Regions from separate parts of the Mus musculus genome. Here region 1 is linked to region 2. The links are chromatin contacts, called in public HiChIP or PLAC-seq maps. All regions are on one chromosome and are shown on one strand. The core of a region is the stretch at or near the end of the contact, and the rest is flanking DNA. Distances in the headings are between cores, read along the strand shown.

Region 1 (3,421 bases), core at 102-2,601, 280 kb after region 2:
CAGACTCCTGTCGGTGCTGGGCTCCCGCTCCGAAAGTCCTTGGGATTAGGGATTTGGTCCTCTCTTTGCTAGACTGGCTCGCCATACTTTACATTCCCCAGTTATGACCTACGCGGATTTAGGATTAAGGAAAATGTGACTTTTAAATGGTTTCTGCTTCCCGGTTTTGCAGGATTATTTGAAATAGCTGGAAACGGAGTGCAAAGCATTCCATTCGAAATCCGCTTTTTGCAGAGTTGCTTTTGCGCGCTGCAAGCTCTGAGTTTTTGAGCGGCTGCGTTATTGTGCGGCCGCCTGGAGCTGCGGCCCAGTTCCCGCCCCTGGCTCACCCCTCCCACCTTCGGCACCTGCAGCTAAATAGAAACAGCAGGCTGGACCGGTGGGCTGCCACGGGTCGCAACCTTCCTGATACACCGGGGAGACCCGGAAGAGCTAGCATCCAGAAGCAACGAAATTGCTCTCCCAGTTGCACGAAACGCTCCAACGCAACAGTCTAAGAGAGCTAGGCCAACGGACATACAAGCCCGAGAGAGTATTACTCTGGGGCTCAAATTCAGAGCTCTCAGAAGGACCATCCCGGCCTCCCAGCCTGCCCTCCCCAGGCCACGCGCCAGGACCCCGCGGCTGCCCGAGCGGTACCCACTTGTTGATCCGGCGGGCTTGCTCATGCTGGCGGTCCCGGGGCGCAGCGGTTGGTGGGCACTGCCGGATTCCCGACCCACGGCGCCCACGTCGCCGCCGGCCGCCGCCGCTCTCCAGCCGCCCTCCAGCCTGCGAGGCTCCCGGGCGGGACAGACAGGTGGCTATTGGTTGTGCGCTGCCCTGCTCTCCCCGGCGCTCAGAATTCGTTCCACAGTGGAAATGTAAGCATCCTTAAGTTTCTTTCCCGGCTCTAGCAAAACTGCAGCTGCTGGGGATGCGGCTTGATGTGGACACAGTCTTGAACAGACAGATGGAGAGATGGACAGGCAGGCTGAAGAGGGAGGACAGCGCGAGGGGAATATGGAAGGACAGAGATGGAGACACGGAAATGGTCTTCCTACGGAGCAACGAAGGCGAACTTCCCCTCGTTCCCCATGCTTGGTACTGCTTCCAATCTCTCCCTCCACACAGGCGTGCAGAGTGGGCAGCTCTCTGCAGACTGCAGATCTTCTGTGGAAAGGCGAAAATCACAGCCGCAGTCTCAGAGGCAGATTAAGCTCCTCGCTGCCGGAGCCCCGGCGCCGAGAGGGGAAACTAGATTGCTGGGAGATCTTCCAAGGGGAGAGGTGGCCAGATCCGAGTTTCCGGGGACAGCCGCGCACGCAGCGGCGAAGGGTCCCCGAAGTTCATTACCCTGTGACTTTGTGCCTGTCGCTGCGGGCCGGGTCTCTGGTAATATCTCCAGTAGCGCTCTGACAGGCAGCCGCGGGGAGGGGAATAGGGCGTCCCTGGCCCACTTAGCTTTTCCCCCAACTCCTGGCGGGGTCTGACGTCAGCCATGTGCGGGGAGGAGATGGGAAGAGGGAGGGGGTTAAATGCTAATGATATTAATGAACCTCCAAGCGGCTTCCAAAGAAAATGCAAGCGCTCTCGGAGCTGACGAGTTGAGAGTGAATACGGGCAAGCGGCTCCGTGCGTGCGTGATGGTGAGGACGGAGCCGCTCTTGTAATAAAAAAAATATGAATTTTTATATTTCACGGGAAGGGAGGAGGGGAGGGGTGGTGGGGCTCTCTCAAAACGCTTTTCCCCTCTCTCCAGAATGCCAGACAGATAGATTCGTGGAAGATATTGGGTAGCTGTGTCTGTGTATGATTGTGTGCGCCCGGACATGGCCATGTGAGTTGGTTCATTGTTGGTCTCGCGCCCCTTCTGTTGGGTAAAACTTGGATCTGGCCCGAGGTGAGTAATTTATTCATTTTGCAACTATCTATGGAAAGCCAGAGCTGAGGTCGCGGTGCGCGGTCTTGGGGACTGGGCTGGGATCTTGCGGTCCCTCGGCCTCGGCGTGACGGCTTTGGGCACCGCCGCGGGGAGGGCTTCGCCAGCTTCTTGCAAACAAAACCGGCCAACCCGGAGCTGGCGGCGTCCCTCTCGCCTCCATTGCGTGTACTGAGCAGCTGAGAGGCAAAGCCTCAAAGCCTTCCCTCCTGCGGTTGGTCCCCAGCGGGCGTCGCTGGCTTACCCCTGCAGGCCTGGGGACTCTGGAGAGCTCCGCCACCTTCCTCCCCAGCCGGGTCGCCTACCCGAAATCCTAGAGCTCTCTGGCATCTTGGTCGTGGCGCGGCGCGGGGACAGCGCGCGCCGAGGGAGCCTTGATCTCCGATCTCTAAGAGATTAATTCTATTTAAGCTCCCTCCGCCGCTTGAACTTGTCGAACAAGAGCTTGCCAGCCTCTCCTCGGGGCGTGGGCCCGGCCGGGGGTCAGAGGTCGCGCCTCCAGCTCTCCAGACCGAATTGGAGGCTGGGGGCTGGCGAGCTGTGGACAGCGCTCCTCCTGGTCGCTAGCCCACCCTTCCCGCAGCTCCCTCCTCACCTGGCCGCAGTGCCTGTTGGAGTCTCCCGTGTGACTGCCTGGCCCTGCAGATCCAAGGACCGGGTCCCAACTCGAAAGGGCTGTATGCTCCTGTCTCAGGCCTCAGCACGTGAAAGCAACTTTTCCCGGATTGCCCGAGCCTGGGAGGCAAGGAACCAAGAGCAGCACACACAGCAACTACCAGGCTTAGGGCCAGGCCACTTGGAACAACCGAGAGGCGGGTGATCGTGTCCCATACCACCTCTCCTTTATGGTCTTTCAAACAAGGGCGAGTATAGGGTAAGCTGGGGATTTTTAGATGACAAGGAGGGAAAATTAACATTTTTTTTTTGACAGTCAACTTGGGCTGCCAGCGAGCCCTGCTCGCGGCACAGCTCAAACTCGAACTCAGTGCAAAGAGAGGAGAGGCATTTCCGGCTAGGGTTTTAGAGACAGGGTGCCAGGCTCGGCTTTTGGTCCTCGGGTCTAACTCTTGCCAGAGATCCAATTGATGCTGCTGTGGCAGACACCACCATCGCGATGTGGAGGCAGAAGGGGGGTGCTTGGTCAAGGACAAAGGACTTCAAGTGGAACTAATTTGCCGTGGGCAAAGATGTGGGCAAGTGGTGGTGGGAACTAAACACGGACTTGTCTTCAGGGAGAAGTTTAAGGATTTGTGGACAGGAAGAGAACTAGGGATGTTTCAGGTGCCCAGTCTGGAAGGTAGAAGGACTTGGCTGCTCTGGATTCCAAACAACTCTCGACTCCTCCTGCAGTGCCTGCTGACTCATTTACAGACACCAAAACTTGTGAAAAATACTCCCAAACTCACACAGTTGTCCCCCAAACAAAATTGGAATGTTCTTTCTCCAGCCACTAACTAACTCTTAATCGAACTAGGTGCCAAGAAGCCCACTAAACAGACA
Region 2 (3,570 bases), core at 17-2,516:
TGTCTGTTTGTCCTTTCTTCGTTCCCTCTTGGCTCCCAGTCAGGTCAAGTCCCTGGAGCCATGCTGGGTTTGGTAGCAGACAGTCTAACCGGCGGTGGGAATGAGGGAGGAGATGCATTCTGGGAACAGTGTGACAGGGCTGGAGAGATGGCAGCAGTGAAGAGCACTTGGTGCTCCTGCAGAGGACTCAGATTCTGTTCCCAGCACCCACGTGGTGGTTTGTAACCGCCTATAACTCCAGGTCCGGGGAACAGAGTGTGAAGAGAATGCTTTGTCTAACATTGAATGTAGTTTTCACAATTATAAAATCCACCACAGGATGATGCAAAGCAAAGGCCCTCACCAGATGTACCTCCATCACGGACTCCTCCATAGATACACATATCTCTTTGTGATAAGCTGCCCAGTCTCTGGTATTTATTCTATTATAGCGACACAAAACAACCAATAAGACACTATTTGTATTTCTGGGCCTCATCAGTCTGGGCAACTTTTTCAGAAGTCCCATGGTGTGTGCTTGCGAGTGTGTGTGTGGGTGTGGGTGAGTGTGTGTGCTTGAGAGTGTGTGTGAGTGTGTGCTTGTGAGTGTGAGTTTGTGTGTGTGTGTGTGTGTGTGTGTGGTGTTGCACATGACTGCATCCTAGTGTGCTTTCTATGGCTGTGATAGACGCCATGGCCTACAGCAGCCTGGGGGTAGAAAGGGTTTAGCTCACCTTACAGTTATAATAGAAGGGAAGCCAAGGCAGGAAGCCGGAACTGAACCCGAGACCATGAAGGAACTGCCTACTTTTCACAGGGCAGCAGCCAATCATTAATCAAGAAAATGCCTCCACAGACTTGCCTGCAGACCAATCTTATGGAGGCGTTTTGTCAGTTGAGGTTGCCTCCTCTTGGATGATTCCAGTTTGTGTTAAGTTCACCCTCCCAGCCCCCCACCCTCCTACCCACAGGTTGGCTCCCGCCAAGACTCCAAGTCAGACACACAGACAGGGGAACAGTGCTGTAGTTCCCAGTCATTGTTTAGGAACAGCCAAGCTAGGAGTGAGAGCCCAGGGCAGAGCCCCTCCCCCAGAGAAGGAATTTAAGCTTGCCAAAGGGAGGGAGCTCCGAAGCAGTCACAAGAGGGTCTCATATCGGGACCACACTCCACTCTTGAATTGACTGAGGATCTCAAAAGACGCCTGACTCTCTGGAGGTAGCGCAGGCCTGGGAATAAGAAGCATTGAGAGTTCCCAGCCCGAATTTCTAGACTTTTCCCGTCGGTTCACCCACCGACCACAAGATGGTGCCCTCGTCATGGGAAATGGCTGAAGCCCACCAACCGAGCAACAGTTTCTGTTAGCGGATTTCAGGACATCCCCCAGCATCTCAGCCTGTGTCCTTGGAGGGAGTGCGGCTGAGGGCTGCGGTCCTTGCTCCCCGGAATGAAAACCTCCAGGGAGGCTGCATTTTCAGTTTCGCATTCCTCAAGGATGGATAATTTACAACAGTCATGGATGGAACCTTTCCGATTATGTTGTCAGCCCGTTACCCAGTTAAGCCTCTACCAATCTGCCGCAAGCTTGCTATTGCTCTCTTCAGAACACTCCTTTGAAAGAAAATTGAGAAGAGTCACGTAGTAAAAACCAGTACAAGGGTTTCCTGGTTCTTGAAGAATGCAGACCACCTAAGGCCACAGTCAGGGCTGAGGAAGACCTCCCAGAGCTGACAGACTCGCCGCTGCCTAGGTGGAATCCTGGGATTCCTCCGGAGATGCTGACTCAGCATGAGGACAGACTCAAGGCCGGACACACTCCAACGCTGAATTGGGAGATATTGGCCCCACTCACTTGGGTTTTTTTTTCCACGTGTGAATTTTACAGGCGGGGAAATGAAGTGTTTAGAAGTTAGTGTCAAAATGTGGGCACTTGATGCTCTCCTCGAGGACCCAGGTTCAGTTCCTGGCACCCACGTGACAGCTCGCGACCATCTGTATTTCCAGTTCTAGGGGATCTGATTCCCTCTTGTGGTCTTTGAAGATTCCAGGCATGAACAACAGGGTGCACATGCACACGCGGGCAACACACCCATGCATGTAATATATAATATAACATGGAATGAATGTATTTAAAATGCAGGTGCACTAGGAATGTCATATAAATTATTTTGGTGCTATATGTAGAAGGTGTATGTGAAACTTAATTGATTGTCTGTTTAAGTTGTAGTCTCATTCCAAAGATAGCTCATTACAAATATGCAATGCCCCAAGTCTGAGGAACACTCAGAGTCCAGCCCCCTCTGGTCCTGGGCATCTGAGTGCTTGCTGAAGGATCCCACCACCCATTTCCTTTTGGTCTGGCTGCCATGTTGTTTTCTGGTTTTCCCTTTTTCTTGCATGCTGACTTGTGAGACCGACCTTGGGAAGAGAACAGGATGCTGATGGATCATTTCCAGCATGTGTGAACGCCATCCTCCTGCCTCCTGATACGGAGGCAGAACCCTCACAGGGCCTTCCAGCCCTCCTCTCTGAACCCCACTCCCAACTGATACAGCCCCTTCCACCAATGCCTCCCCAAACAAGGCTTAGGGAGCTGGGGGTCTGGAGGGACAGAAGGGAATGGGAGATGTGCACCCTGCAGTAACGCAGGCAGAGCCTTGTGCTACAGCTCACCCTACAGACACGGTGTTTTTAAACGCTGTCTAAACTCTTCAGTAGCAGGGTGACACGCCACCTACACTGGGAGTTGCCTGACCTCAGGCATGAGGCTGATGTGGCTGTGCCATCTGCCATGAGCTGATCACTACGTTGGTTTGGCTGACATGGCTGGGTTGGTAGGTGCCCCCTGCTTTTTCCTCTTCAGTCCATGCGTCCTTCCTGAAGCTTCTCCCTGTTGAAGACAACCCTCTCCAACAGGGGCCTGCCTTACTGTAGTGTGCAGAGTGCGGAATGTTTCTTTGGAAATCTCCAAACAAGCTTTTAAGGTCCAAACCTGGACCTTGAACAAAAACTGGCGTGGGGGCACTGTGCCAGCAATACCATACACTCGGGGACAGTTCCTTTTTTGGTCAGTCCTCTGTCCATCTGTCTATCCATCTACACTGTCTTTTTTTATTACATTTTAAGAAATGTGGAAGGCAAAAGCTAAGCTTTAGAATTGGGGCGTGGCTGAGAGACAGATGCCTGGCATGTGAGGCCTTGGGTTGAGACCTCAGCACTGTGCACAGAGACCGACACAGAGGCACACACATACACACTGAGTCACTGAGACACACAGACACACACAAACCTACACAGAGACACACACATATACACTGAAACACTGACACACACACACACACAGACCTACACAGAGGCACACACATACATACTGACACACACATACATACACACACACAGACCTACACAGAGGCACACACATACACACTGACACACACACACATACTCACACACAGACCTACACAGAGGCACACACATACACACAGAGACACTGAGACACACACACAGAGACCTACACAGAGGCACACATACACACACATACACACACACAGACCTACACAGAGGCACATACATACACACAGAGACACTGAGAC

Evidence for each region. HiChIP or PLAC-seq counts read pairs in DNA pulled down with a chosen protein or histone mark.
Region 1: an H3K27ac HiChIP or PLAC-seq map of VIP interneurons shows a contact between it and region 2, with 6 times the contacts expected there. The contact joins the promoter of Nr2e1 here to the enhancer-like site in region 2. A contact is called at or near these places in 22 of 39 promoter capture datasets (the 3T3-L1 cell line, 3T3-L1-derived adipocytes, the C10 cell line and 16 more), 2 of 15 datasets of contacts at CTCF or cohesin (embryonic stem cells and stem cell-derived epiblast-like cells), 56 of 484 Hi-C or Micro-C datasets (B cells, CD8 T cells, the G1E-ER4 cell line and 13 more), 20 of 115 datasets of contacts at active chromatin or transcription factors (VIP interneurons, craniofacial prominence, embryonic basal ganglia and 11 more) and 4 of 9 other capture datasets (adipose tissue, embryonic stem cells, liver and 1 more).

The regions. Positions count from the first base shown.
Region 1 is chr10:42,582,239-42,585,659 of GRCm38.p6, forward strand. Nr2e1 (nuclear receptor subfamily 2, group E, member 1) reads right to left here and starts at 1,352. Exons shown (of 9, transcript NM_152229.3): 1 at 644-1,352. The coding sequence starts at 668. Gm38491 (predicted gene, 38491) reads left to right here and starts at 1,554. Exons shown (of 2, transcript NR_169130.1): 1 at 1,554-1,628; 2 at 1,742-3,421.
Region 2 is chr10:42,307,040-42,310,609 of GRCm38.p6, forward strand. No RefSeq gene overlaps it. Among named protein-coding and RNA genes, the nearest start is that of Foxo3, 32 kb to the left of the region's middle. Within about 2 kb of position 1,267, at least 23 of the 459 cell types and tissues checked have an H3K27ac peak or open chromatin away from gene starts, as enhancers often do. A contact at or near this core is called in VIP interneurons, cerebral cortex, forebrain and 1 more, where this site is marked.